Linked DNA regions of Mus musculus: region 2 is linked to region 1. Evidence: chromatin contacts called from public promoter capture Hi-C data. All regions are on one chromosome and are shown on one strand. Each heading gives the region's core, a stretch centred on a gene start, on an enhancer-like site or on the middle of the called end of the contact. The rest is flanking DNA. Distances are from core to core; before and after follow the strand shown.

What was found. Capture Hi-C pulls out chosen DNA fragments and counts their contacts.
Region 2: a promoter capture Hi-C map of liver shows a contact between it and region 1. The contact joins two enhancer-like sites. A contact is called at or near these places in 1 of 39 promoter capture datasets (neural stem cells), 1 of 15 datasets of contacts at CTCF or cohesin (the NIH/3T3 cell line), 5 of 484 Hi-C or Micro-C datasets (CD8 T cells, the G1E-ER4 cell line, bone marrow-derived macrophages and 2 more), 19 of 115 datasets of contacts at active chromatin or transcription factors (the 230-238 cell line, bone marrow-derived macrophages, craniofacial prominence and 10 more) and 4 of 9 other capture datasets (adipose tissue, embryonic stem cells, liver and 1 more).

What each region holds. Positions count from the first base shown.
Region 1 is chr16:13,829,228-13,836,184 of GRCm38.p6, reverse strand. Ntan1 (N-terminal Asn amidase) reads right to left here. Exons shown (of 10, transcript NM_010946.4): 6 at 5,014-5,067; 7 at 4,525-4,578; 8 at 3,751-3,848; 9 at 1,391-1,504; 10 at 735-1,050. The coding sequence ends at 871. It overlaps Pdxdc1 (pyridoxal-dependent decarboxylase domain containing 1), which reads left to right. Exons shown (of 23, transcript NM_053181.3): 23 at 1-485. Among named protein-coding and RNA genes, the nearest start is that of Ntan1, 13 kb to the right of the region's middle. Within about 2 kb of position 4,429, at least 17 of the 459 cell types and tissues checked have an H3K27ac peak or open chromatin away from gene starts, as enhancers often do. A contact at or near this core is called in liver, where this site is marked.
Region 2 is chr16:14,174,169-14,181,125 of GRCm38.p6, reverse strand. Nde1 (nudE neurodevelopment protein 1) reads right to left here. Exons shown (of 9, transcript NM_023317.2): 4 at 5,687-5,835. Among named protein-coding and RNA genes, the nearest start is that of Nde1, 14 kb to the right of the region's middle. Within about 2 kb of position 2,740, at least 42 of the 459 cell types and tissues checked have an H3K27ac peak or open chromatin away from gene starts, as enhancers often do. A contact at or near this core is called in liver, where this site is marked.

The DNA of each region.
Region 1 (6,957 bases), core at 3,180-5,679:
AATTATTTTATCTGTAAGTAGAACAAATGACAATTGACTATTTTGGCCTGTCCAACATAGGCATACCCTTTCTTCCTGTACCACACATTTTGTACTGAGAACCGTGGCCTTCAAGCACCTGCCACTTGAAACACTGCTCTCATGGCTCTGAAGCTAATCGTGATGAAGCTGCATACAGTGACTCTCCAGGTTCTCCTCCGTCTGTCGTAGTAGCTCTGTAGGTCAGCCGAGTTGTGGTAGGTGCCTGCCTCACTGGTTGGCATCAGGAGCTCCTCTGCCTCTGTCCCCACTGCTGCTTCTCCGGGAGCCTAAGTAAGGACTGTCCACATGAGCTGTGGCTAGGACTGCCCCTTGCTGCACCTTTTCTCCTTACACTCTGTAAACAAATGTAAGGACTCACCTGTTAATAGAGTAATTAACTCTTAAGATCTCTTCCTGACCATATTTAAGTGTATTTTTAAACACTGGTAATGCTTTTAAGTTGGTGCCCAGTGTGCACTGTGCTTGTGTTTATTTGGGACAGAAAGCCGCCATGACGAGTCAGTGTCGTCAGCTGTGCAGCACGGTAAGGCTGAAGCAGACAAGCCCTCGGCTAAAAGTAACTTTTGAATAAGGAGTTTTCCCGACCAACTTGTCTGTGAAGGCCCTGCCAATGAAGCCAGTGGTCTTGCTTCTCTCCCTCACTGCTGAGGGAATGTGGACTTTTTGTTGCCGTAAAAAGTCATCTAAACAAATTGCCTTTGCCAAAATAAGATTTTATTTTGAAAGACAGGAAGGACGGAAGAAGTAAAAGTGTGCAGGTGTAGATTCCAAACCAGCAACCATCTTTATCAGGTGAAGATGAATTCTTCAGTAAACTCTGAGCTGATGTTAGCTCCCTGGAGAGGAGATCTTTTCCCACAAGCCATCTTTATTTTTTTTGTAGAGGAGAGCTTTATTTCCAGGAAAGAGTATATTCTCTGGAGATGGGAATTTTTTTAAAAACATCAAGGTAGATCTAATATGTTCAACAAAGTGGGGGGGCTCGGCCAGAGGAGACGTGGAAAGGCTCTGAAAAGACAAGATGGTGGATGTGAGAGGACCAGGCTGACCTCTCATTCAACATCAGAGTAGCCTTGGGCTGCGTACACATTTACTGGGCTAGTTTCAGTGTGGTGTCTGTACATCTGGGGAAACACACACTACATTGCTTACTGCTTCACCTGTATAAACAGCTGCCAGGATGTCACTAATCCCCCACTGCCGTAAAGGAAAGAGACACTGCCAGTGGCAACAGATAGTCACTCTCACCCATTGAGGAGAAGCAGCCTTAGCTGGTCTAACCTTTTTTTCTTACAGATGGGAACCAGGGTGCAGAGACTTAAGGTTTAGCCGACCTGTAAACTCTCACCTCTAGGATTTGCTTGTCATCTTGCTGCAACCAGAAATCCACTTGTGGGAATGGCGTCCAGGAACACGGGCCTATTCGGAGTTGTTCTGTCTTTGCATCATAAATGCTAATCATCTAAAAGAACCATTTCCATGACAAGCTGTAAGGACACTGCCCTACCACTGCTATAGGCTAGTTCCAAGGTTGTCTGTCCCCTTAGCTGATAAGCTGCGCACATTGACCTCCCGTAACAACAAGGCTGCCACCACCAAATGCTTCCCTGTGCACTGCTGTGTTTACTTTTGATGGCAAGCCTACAAGAAGACAACATGCTGTCCTCTCAAGGGGAAGCTGATGGTGAGAGGTCTCAGGTCACATGTCCAGTGAGCAGCAGCAGGGCCTCAGAGCCAGGTAGGTCTGACTAAAGCCTGAATTCCTCATGGTTACACAGAATACCACAGCTCCTTATTACCACCCCAAGCAAGTAGTCATCATGTCACATAAAAGAGTTCACAGTGCCCAAGACAGACAGCTCATACCTGCCATCAAACACTCAGGAGGCTGAGGCTGACCCAGAGAAGAGCACTGTGGGTTCCAGGACAGCCTGGATGACAGTGAGGCCTTGTCTCACAAAAGGAATAAAAGAAAGGTCTGGGTCTTTTGCTTTTGTTGCTGTTTGTCTGTCTTGTTTTTGAGACAGGGACTGACTGTGGTAGACCAGGCTGGCCTTTAAACTTTGGGATCTTCCTGCTTTAAAAGTGTGCACCGCCAAGCCGGGCGTGGTGGCACACACCTTTAATCCCAGCACTTGGGAGGCAGAGGCAGGCGGATTTCTGAGTTCGAGGACAGCCAGGGCTACACAGAGAAACCCTATCTCGGAAAAACCAAAAAAAAAAAAAAAAAAAGTGTGCACCACCATACCTCCCCTGGTTTTCTGTGCTGCAGTAGGTCTCACATACCTTGGGGCTGGTCTCAACTCCCGAATGTGGGATCACAGGTGTGCATACCATCACTACCAGCTCTGTGGAAGCTGATTGGCCATTCCTTGAATTCCCAAATCATGCCAGTGGGAATTTTCAGTTTTGAAAAGAGTACTCAATATTCTAATTATTAACTAAATAACAAAAAGAATCCTTTGCCACAGTTCCAAGACACCCTAGGCTACATAGCAAAACCAAGTCAAATGCAAAGTTTTTAAAGACAAGATTAGGACTCCTGAAAATTATTAAAAGACTGGCAAAACAAATGTCTGTCTCTGAACATTTTCCTGAGATGTTGTTAGCACTACACAAACAAGCAGACTTGGAGCTTGCTGGGGCCTGCGTTGCTGGCACATACTTGAGACCAGGCACCTGTGCCCTGTGTCTTCAGTTGTTTAAGACAAGACAGGACCTCCCACTGAAGCGGAAACTACATATTCAGCAAGACTAGAAACCTCAATCGTCAGCCTGTCTCTTCCCCAGTACGAGGACTGGAAGCATGCACAGCACACCCAGCTTCTCATGTCAGTGCTACAGATCATGCCTACATAGCATAACATGTTTACATGTTACATAGGATCGTGTTTGCCTTGACATCCCAGGCTGGCCTCTACCTCACAGCAATCCACCTGTATATCTCCTGAGTGTTTAGATTAAAACTGTGTGCCAGGCTCATTCTGTACATTGTAAATTCTTCTAGCTTCTACCAATTCTTCCGATGGGATGAATATTAAGCATCCTAGAGACCAAGACACAGTTGTACACTTGTGTAATCCCAGCCTGGGAAATGTTGAAGCTCTTACATAACAAGCTCTTATCTAAAGATAAAAGGGCCTAGGCTAAAAGTGCTCGGTGACAGAGCACTTACCCAGCATATGTGAGGAGCATCTTGAATCCATCCTTAGCACTACTAAAAACAAGGAAAAATATAGTGCCCTAAGGAAGTTAGACTTTAAAACTGACTAAGTGACTCACTAAACTACTACTCCTTGGTCACTTCCGTCCCTGCCATCCTCTCTATGGGAAGACGTCCCAGGCAGGCTGTTACTGTCTCTTCTATCTTCCAAGGAGAGAACTAGTGTCTGGCACTTAGAACCTAAACTCACTTAGAACCTTTTTTTTTTTTTTTTTTTTTTTTGGTTTTTCGAGACAGGGTTTCTCTGTGTAGCCATGGCTGTCCTGGAACTCACTCTGTAGACCAGGCTGGCCTCTACTCAGAAATCCGCCTACCTCTGCCTCCCAAGTGCTTGGATTAAAGGCGTGTGCCGCCACTGCAGGGCGAACCTCTTAACTCTTGAGGAAGTGGGCTGGGTAAGGAGGTGGCCATAGCTTTTCTCGGGTCTAAAAACTTGAGGCTCTTGGGGTTCCCTCTTTATCCCACAAAAATAGGCTCCCACTCACTGGGCCTCCTGCTAAAGCTCTTGCAGCACGCAGTTGCTCCTCTGGACCACGATCTTGAAAGGAAGCTCTGTAAATCTCTGCAGTTTTAATGTTGACAGCTGCAAGGGACAAGGGAGTGACTTTAAATCGACAAAGATCCAAATCAGACTTCACATTTCTAGCACTCCACATAAGAAGCAGAAACAGAAAGGAACGGGAGCTGAAGGAAGTCTGAGGTGCTGACAACCTCTGAACCAGCACAGAGAGAAGAACAGCCCCAGACCTGCTCTGGACCCTTGCGGCATGTGGTTTCAGAACTCTGCTGCGACCACAGACACTTGTGAGGCTGCAAAGTGACAGAGAATAAAATAAGAAGTGCCTGTGTGCTCACCACCCAGCTAGCTAAACAAGGATACACCAGAAGCCCTTTGCAATTTGCTAGCCTCAGAACTGAAGAGAGGAGGACCCTGGGCTTCCTTACTTCATTCCCAGAATATATAGAGATCCAAATACCTCACACCTTCCCCATGAGCACTGGCTAGGGGGGAAAAACGCCAGACCCCTCCCCTCCAGTGAGGCAGTGTGACACTGTGACATGTGACACTGTGCTACAGGAATGAGTGTGGGGTGCATAGCCTGTGCTGTACACTGGCATTAACAACCTCACAGCTAAAAGGTTAGTCAAGGTTGGCCTCTTGCCCAGGGTTTCCAAACTCACCAACAGACCTTTAACCTAACACAGTCTGCTATGCCCACATGCACACCATATAACCCTCGGATACAAACGCTACTTACCGATGCCATAAATGATTGGAAAGTGATTTTCATTTTCTTCACGGTCATTTAACTCTAAGAAACAAAGGGAAGTAGAAGCACTAAGCAGTTGTTCCTCATAGAGGAGAAGCTCAGTCAGTGCAGAGCCCCAGGGGGCACTGGCCAGCCCAGCCCGCCCAGGAACAGAGAAACCAGACAGCGTGCCTCTGCAGAAGCAGCATGAACATCCAGGTCAGTTGGGTAGGACCCGGTGGCAAGACGTCTGCCTAGTGATAAGGAGTAGTGGGCACAAGGCATCCAATAGGTGATGGCGGTTAAGAGCACTGACTGCTCTTCCAAAGGTCCTGAGTTCAATTCCCAGCAACCACACGGTGGCTTGAAACCATCTGTAATGGGATCTGAATCCATCAACAGTGTACTCACATAAAAAAATAAATATTAAAGTAAAAAAATTACAGACAAAAACTTCCTGAGCCCTTATACCCCTTTGGGAAATGTAGCAGAACTTACCTGTTACACATAATGTCACTAAGTGAATGTCATCATCCTGTTTGTCAAATTCACCTACAATTGATGTCAAAAAAGTGCTCAAGTTAACAGGGATATGTGAGTGTGGTTAATATATATATATATATCATGAAAACGTTCTAGTAGGGTCCTGGGCAGGGTCCTCAACTGACACAGTAATTCCTAGCATGCTCAAGGCATGGTGCCACAATTCAATTTCAAGTCCAGTCTGTGCTGCATAAAATCCTGTCTCAAAAGGGGCTAGGTGAGAGTAGAGGTTAGGCCAGCAAGAAGGCGAAATATGTAAAGGCTCTTGCAATCTCTGTTCCGTATATGGACCCACTCCCCCAAGTTGACCTCACCTCCATGCTCAAGCTATACGGTACACATGTGACCTAATGCTCACATGCACTTAAATGAAAAAGAAAAGAAAGTGGAGTCTGTTCCGTCTAACTAACGGGGCTGGAGACGTGGCTCAGGGGTTAAAGCACTTACTCTACTCTGACAGAAGGCCTGGGCTCAGGTACCAGTGCCCACAAGGGGGCGTTCTACGGGGAGACTGACTTTTTTGAGTCTGTTAGAGCAAAAGAATTGTCTTTATGTGTATAAGAGTTTGCCTGTGATGTATGTGTTCCATGTGCGTAGTGGTTCCGGAACCACCGGTATTGGAACTGGAGTTATAGACAGCTGTGAGCTGCCGTGTTGGTATTGGGAATTGAACCTGGGTCCTCTGGAAGAACAACCAGTGCTCTTAACCACTGAGCCATCATTCCAGTCCCCAGAGCAAAAATTTTGTGAATGTTTTTGGACAAGAGAACAAAAGTGAGTAGGTTCTGAGTGCCCATCACCCCACTGTAGGTTACCCTTCAATTTCTGTGCTCAGCTAAGCTCATAACAGAGACAACAATACACCAGACACATCATATAGTTTTATATTCTAGTTGCTTTTGTTAGACACAGGTTCCCTTCCCACCCCAGCCCACCCCACTCCAACCCCCACCCATGCAATTAAAACTTCTTAATAAGGTATATTTGACACAGGGTCTCACTACATATCCCTGGCTGCCCTGAACTTAGTAAATACATCAACCAGGCCAACCTGAAACTCAGATCCACCTGCCTCAGCCTCCCCGAGCGCTAAGGTTAAAGAGGTGTTCTACCATAGCAAGCTTTCAACTGTTTTTTGTTGGTCTCACTGTGTAGCTCAGGCTGTTCAGGAATAAACAACCCTCTGCCTCACTCACTTCCCTCCCAAGCATTGGGCTGCAAGCATGGACTCCACGCCTGGCACAGTAGGTCACAGCTCCTAGGAGATTTGTGACCCTTCTCAGGACACTGGGTGTTCCCTGTTGTCAGAACGATCATATTGTTCATCTGTGCGTCAGAATCTCTGAGCAAATGTTTGGTTTTTTACATTTTCTTACTTGTGTGTACTCGCTGTGAAGCATGTAAGAAGGTCAGAGGTCAATTTACAGGAGTCAAGTTTCTTCCAAAGATCAACTGTCAGGCTTGGTGGGAAGTACCTTACCCACTGAGCCATCCTGCCAGCCTCTCTCTGTGCACACTTTAGATGATTTTCTTAGAATGGATTCTAAGAAGGGGAGTGAACCTTTCAAAGGCTTGAGCCACAATGCCAGGTTCCTCGATGGCAGGCTGCTCCAAGGTATGTGTGTAGCACTAGTGAATATCTATTACACAACCGAAACATAACCGTGTCTTCTCTTGTACTGATCTAACAAAAAAGGCTATCATTGCTGTTTTCATTCTCTCTCTCTCTCTCTTTTTTTTTTTTTTTTTTTTTTTTGGTTTTTCGAGACAGGGTTTCTCTGTGTAGCCCTGGCTGTCCTGGAACTCACTTGTAGACCAGGCTGGCCTCGAACTCAGAAATCCGCCTGCCTCTGCCTCCCGAGTGCTGGGATTAAAGGCGTGTGCCACCACGCCCGGCTG
Region 2 (6,957 bases), core at 1,491-3,990, 350 kb before region 1:
TACTTAGAAGGTGGACGTGGGAGACTACAGGGTGAGCCCAAGGCCAACCTCAGCTATGTGAAACCCTGCCTAAATGTTTACAAGGCTCCCTTCACTCTCCCTAAAGCTTCACCTTCAAAAAGGACAAAACAGTATGAGAGACGCAGGCCAGTGGTAGAAAGCTTGTCCAGTATGTGAAAGCTCTGGACTTGATATCAAAGACTGAATTGGCAGGAAGGGAGGGAGGGAGGGAGGGAGGGAGGGAGGAGTATGTGGGAGAGGGAGAGGGAGAGAATGTAGCTCAGAGAAAATGGATTACCATAGCTCCAAGTCATTTAGAATTCAAAACCGAGGTTAACCCATTTCTCTTCTATTTGATTGGCAGAAATCCTAAGTGTCCACTATGTAAGTCCACTGTGTTAAGGAAGCTACTTGGAAAATGAGGAATTGGTACTCTGGGAATTGGCCACTGGGAATATAAATTAGTAAAATATAAATAGATGGACAATACTTATCCGTGTCACACAGGCCTGTGTCCTCAGATAAGCCACTCCACTTATGGAACCCCACGGCACAGGCACACATCGTGGGAGGTTGCTCATTACCGAGACTCTGATCAGTAAAGGAACTAAGACTAGCCAGACACGCCCCCAGGACCCTGGATAAGTAAGGCATCATGGTATCAGCCAATGAGTCATTCAGTAGACAATTACATATGTGTGTGGGAAAAAAGATCAAGGGTGTTCTGTATCCTTCAACAGATAGTATCTCCAGCATTCATTGTTAAGTGGAAAAGCAAGATGTACAACTCAGAGTACAAAGTGTTCCATTATGGGGGACCGGAGGTGGAGGAATAACAATGCCTTTTATTTTATTCTATCAGCATATATTAATTATACATAAAGGTTTCTTTATGGCATTTTCATACAAGAACATCATTTTGATCATGTTTACCATAACCACTCATTACCCTTTTCTGTCCCCTACACTCTTCCACTATCCTCTTTTGTTTTCATGTCTTTAGTGTGTGTGTATGTGTTTATATGACCCAACGAGCTAGTGAGGGTGGCTCCCAGGGGTATGGCCATCTTAGAGTGCTGCACCATTAAAGGAAAATCTCTGCTACTAGCTGCAACCATTAGCAACTACTCAAAAATCCTTGAGGGGAAATAGGGGTCTCATGAGACCCTCCCACTTTCATGACAGAGTGCTATAAACAGTATCTCTTTTCTATGTGTTTGAATTTCCATTAAAAACAAACAAACAGGGCTGGAGAGAGAGCTCAGTGGTTAAGAGCACTGTCTGTTCCTCCAGAGGTTTTGAGTTCAATTCCCAGCAGCCACATGGTAGCTCACAGGCATCTATCCTGGGATCTGATGCCCTCTTCTGGCATCAGGTGTTCATATAGCGAGAACATTCACATACAATAAATAATTAATTAAGTAAGTAAATAAATAAACCGTAAAACCAAACCAAAAAACCCCAAACTCCCCTGGGGCTAGAGATACCTCAGCAGTTAGGAGTACAAGCTGCACTGCTCTTTCAGAAGACCCACTTTCAGTTCCCAGCACCCCATCAGGCTCTTGCTCCAGGGGATCCACACCTCTGGCATCCACTGGCACCTATACTCACATATAAATATCTAAACACACAATTAAAATCTTTTAAAAAGAGCCTGGAGAGATAACTCAGTGTTTAAAAGCACTGACTGCTATTCTACAGGTTCAATTCCCAGCACCCATATGGCAATTTCCAATTGTCTCTAACTCCAGTTTTGGATCAATGGCCTCTCTGTCCTCTGTAGGCACTGTAATACCATGCACATAAAAATTTAAAACCTTTAAAAAATTCAAACAAACAAACATCCCTTGAGCTGGTGAGAATAATTCGGTGGTTAAGTGTGCTTACTGCATGGGAGAGGATGTGCCTAGTCCTGCAGTGACTTGGTCTACCAGAGTGGGTGATACCCATGGTGGCCTCAGACTTCTCAGAGGAGGCGGAACTGTGTGAGGGGAGACTGGGAGGAGGGGGCCTGACATTGAATTATGTGAATGTACTAAATTCTTGCGGAGCATGGCATTATTGATCGTAACTCTTCACCTGTTCCTGTACCTACATTCTTGCTGGAGCCTCACTGTGGCTAGAATACACTCTCAGCCTCTGACCGTGTGACCGGCTTTTTATAAAAGGTGTGTATGTGAAAATGACACTGGCCACTTCAGAATGTGACTTGGCTTACATTCTCACATCATCAGGAGTCATCACTGAAGGAAGCTGGGCCAAGAACTCAAGCAGGGCAGAAACCTGGAGGTAGGGCGTGACGCAGAGGCCAGGAAGGAGTACTGCTCACTGGCTTGCTCAGCCTGTTTTTCTTAAGAACCCAGGACCACCAGCTAAGGGATGGTACAACCCACAGAGGGCTGGGCCCTCCCCCATCATCACTAATTTAAAAACTGCCCTACAGGCCTGATCTTAAGGAAGTGTTTTCTCAGATAAGCTTCCCTCCTCTCAGATGACTTTAGCTTGAGTCACGTTGACATAAAACTAGCCAGGACATATCCTACCCGCTGTAGACTGGACCAAATATAAATCCAGAAATAAATGCTGGAACAGAAAGCAGTGCTATTGATTCTACATCTTCAGAGAATTGTATTAAAAAAGCTGTAGTGACAGAAAACCAGCACCACCAAGGGGCCTCAAAACCTCCACAGCTCTTGCCCATATTTCTGTGTGACCTCTGAACCCGAGTACACGGGGAAAGACTAAAAGTGACCAAAGACATTTCAGCTACTGCCTGCCACAAACAGAAGGCTGTGTGGAGTACAAGTTCAGCTATGTGATCTGCCTGGGAAAGGAGACAGAGGCAAAAAAAGCTAATGGGACCCCAGGCTCAGACAGACTACAGTGTTCACCACCCAACCCAAACTGACTAGACTTATGAGACAATAAAACCTGACAGAATTCAAGAAAAAAAACAATCACTGGATCAACACTGAGATGACCTTGCTGGAAATAGGTCAAAGGTTAAAAACAGCCGTTGTGACTATGCTTAGGATCTGAGACAGGAAAAAGCTCAGTGCAGGAAGGAATAGAGATAAAGAAGAAGGAAGGGAGGGGGAGGAGGGGGGAGGGAAAGGAGGGGGGGAAGGGAAGGGTGAGGAAGAGGTAGAGGGGGAGGGGCAAGGTGAGGAGGAGGGGGAGGGAAAGAAGGAAGAGGGAGGGGGAAAGGAGGAAGTGGGAGGGGAAGGGAGAGGAGGAGGAGATGATGATGACAACAACAACCACAACAAAATGGAAATTCTAGTTCTGAAAAAACAATGTTTAAAATCAAATCTCATTTAATCCAGTGACTGAGTGGATCTTGGAGCAACTGTCGTCATCTTGGAGAGTTCAGACGCATCTGGCTGCATCCCCTTGCAAAGGCTTCATCCCAGCTGTGCTTATTGAGTGTTTACAGCCCAACAGGGAGGGTTGTCACAAGACTGTCACCTGACTATCAGACTCCCTACTACCTAAAGCATGCAAATACAAAACTCTGCCTTAATTGCATGTGGCCTCAAAGAAGAGCTAGAGAACAGTCAGAAGTCTAGGGGAGGAAGGCTCCATTTATGCTGCCCCTGGGAAGCCCTCACCCTGCTTTCCAGGTGTGGTCTTTTGGGGAAGAAGCACCAATACCCTGTAAGTGACCCCTCACCTATGCTCCGTAAGGAAGCCCAGTGAACTCTGTTTCCCCAGAGTGAACTTAGAAGAATCACGCCTTGGCTTTTGTTTGGACCTTAGGAGAGGTAGCAGTTGTTTAAGTCTTCCTCCTGTGAAGGAATTTTTGCAATAACCAGCTTAACACAGATTAGAGGAAAGAGAATTTTAAATTAAAACAGTAGAAATAGACAAGACTAAAGGAAAAACAAATGAAGGGCTGGGGAGATGGCTCTGTGTGTAAAGTGCTTGCTGTGCAAACAGGAGAACCTGGGTTTGGATCCCCCAGCACCTGCATAAAAGCTGGGTATGGTGGCAAGTATGAAATCTCCCTGTGTGCAGTTGGAGAAAAGAGAAACTAGGAGCTGCCTGGCAGCCAGTCTAGCCAGGACGGCAAGTTCCAGGTTCAGTAAAAAATCCTGCCTCAAAAACTACGATGAAAGCAACAGAGGAAGATGCCCAAAATTGTACATCTACCCTCCAGATGTACCTGTACAACCATATCAACATAATGCACAGACCACAGTGAGAGGAAGAAAGAGATGGGAGGAACAGAACCTCTGAAACCCATATGACAGGATTCATATCTGGATCGAATCAAGATCACGCCTCAAAAGGAAACAGGAACCAGGAAGATCTTTGTAAATCTAAGGAAAGCCTGGTCTAGGCCAGTCAGAAGCACTTAATGAGATTCTGTCTCCAAAGCAAGCAAGCAAGCAAGCAAGCAAGCAAACAAACAAACAAAAAAGTATTTGGAGAAAGAGTGACCAAAGTGAAATTTGATGAAAGACAAATGTTAGCCCCAGCTCGCCTTCAGCACCTCAGCACCAGCAGCTAAACCAGCCACTACGTGGGACACATAACCTTTAATGAGTCCCTGCTACCCACTCTCTTGCTCTTTCTTCTCTATCTCTCTCTTATGTCCCGACTCTGAGACCCACCTCTGCCTCAAATAAATCTCTTGCAAGAGATATGTAGTGTGGTATAATCTCTTTGGCATACCGTGGCCCCAGCCTGCCAAGGACCACAGTCCACCAAACCACAGAAAACCAAAGCTGATGAGAACCCGAGAGCAATGATTAGAAAACAGCTCTTGGGACAGATAGAGAAACAAGAATTACAGAGATTGCAACATCACCTTCAAAGTCTAAGCCTGTCAGGCCAGAATTCTCTATCTAATGAAAATATCCTCCAAGCCAGCATGGAAAGCCAGCACACCTCAAATCCCAGCACTGGGGGTGGGGGGTGGGAGGGAATGTCAATTAGGAGCCTTGTTATGAATCTGAGGCCAACCTGGTATCTGAGGCCACAGAGTTCCAACCCACCAGAAAATCTGTTCCAAAAAAAAAAAAAAAAAAAAAAGCAAGGGAGAAGAGAGAAGAGCAGATCCTTGAAGCCTGTAAGCTGGAGGGTATACAACAAGACCCTATCTCAAAATCTACAGAGGGGAGGGCCCAGAGGGCCTTGCAAGGACGAAGACCTGAATTCTAATCTCCAAAAGCCATGTAAAAGCTTGACCAAACCACATGTTAAAATGAGACCGTCTACAGTCTCAGGATACCTACAGGAAGACAGGACAGTCTGAAGGCTCACAGACCTGAAAGCTCACGTGAGTCTAACATGGAAGGCAAGGACCAAGAACACTCAACCTTGTCCTGATTTCTGTTAAATGTGCGTCCACATTCACAAACACAAATGTTCATGGGTGTGCATGGGTATTCACAGCACACACATATATGCAAGAATGGAGGCAAAATAGAGACATTCTTAGATAAGTAAGAGTCTATCATAAAGTCTTATTCTATAAGAAATCCTGAGGGAGTCTTTTAAACTGGATGAAGAGGAAACCAGACAAAAACTCTCATCTTCAGGAAGGCAGGCAGAACAGCAGAAATGGTAAACATAGTCCATCTGGTCCACGAGCCATTAGGGCTTTGTCATGCACAGCACTAATTTCTTCACACTCAGGTCTGTGGTTGTCACCTCACAAAACTTTCCTTGCCCCGCCTACCGTTTGGCTCTTTCCAGGTCATCATTGGCTTGTTCCAGTTCCCTAATGTATTTCTGCAGTTGGTCTTTAATGGCTTTCGTCTGCGCCAGGTCATCCTCCAAGGCTGAGATCTGCCGGTAACCCTCTGAGTGCTGCATCTCAAACTTCTCCTGCAGAACAGACCAGAAGTCTGGTCAGTGAGTGAGCGCTGACAATCCATGTTTGCATCCCTTCCTTATCATCACCCCACCATCAAATGCAGGGTGGCACTCATGGATGGTGCTATCTACCTGTACAAGACATTTGATGGCTTTGGCCACTGAATATAAGCTCTTCCCCTCCTTCCACCCCAGCAACAGTACCTCATCTTCTTTCCTTGAGATAGTATCTCATGTGTGCCAGATTGGCCTCGAACAAGCTATGGACCCAAGAAGCAAAGGATCCTCTTGAACTGCATGTCCTGTCTCCGTCTTCCAGGTAGAGTCAGTTTATGCGGTATGGGGGCTTTTGCACAAGCTTTCTCAGTCCCCACCTGAGGCACAGTTTCAATATGACCCCAACATCCTAAGGAATCTCTCTCTCTTCATTTTAGGGTCTCTGAGGTATTTCTTCATATGACCCCTATGAGGCAGCTTCAGGCCTCCTCTCTTGGCCTCCCCTGAGCTCAGTCAACAGAACCTCCTTTCCATAGGCCTGAAATTTCATATAAGAATCAGTTGTTGTCCTAGTAAGGGTTATTAGTACTGTGATAAAACACCATGACCAGAGCAATTTAGGGAGGAAAGAGTTCATTTGGCTTGTATTTCCATATTACTGTTTATCATCAAAGGAAGTCAGGACAGGAACTCAAACAGTGTAGGAACCTGGAGGTAGGAGCTGATGCAGAGGCTGTGGAGGGATGCTGCTTACTGTCTTGCTCCTCATGGCTTGCTCAGCCTTCCTTCTTATAGAACTCAAGACCACCAGTCCAGGGATGGCTGCATGCACAACAGGATAGGTCCCTCCAATAACCACTAATTAAGAAAATGCCCTATAGTGGAGACATTTTCTCAACTGAGGTTCCCTCCTTTTAGATGACTCCAGCTTGACACAAAACTAGCCAGGACAACAAAAGATGCTGTGAAGAATAAATGACAGTCATTCAAAGAATGCACGCCCCAGGACTGGCGAGATGGCTCACTGGATAAGAGCACTGACTGCTTTTCCAAAGGTCCTGAGGTCAAATCCCAGCAACCACATTAGGGCTAACAACCACCCGTTAGATCTGACACCCTTTTCTGGTACGTCGGAAG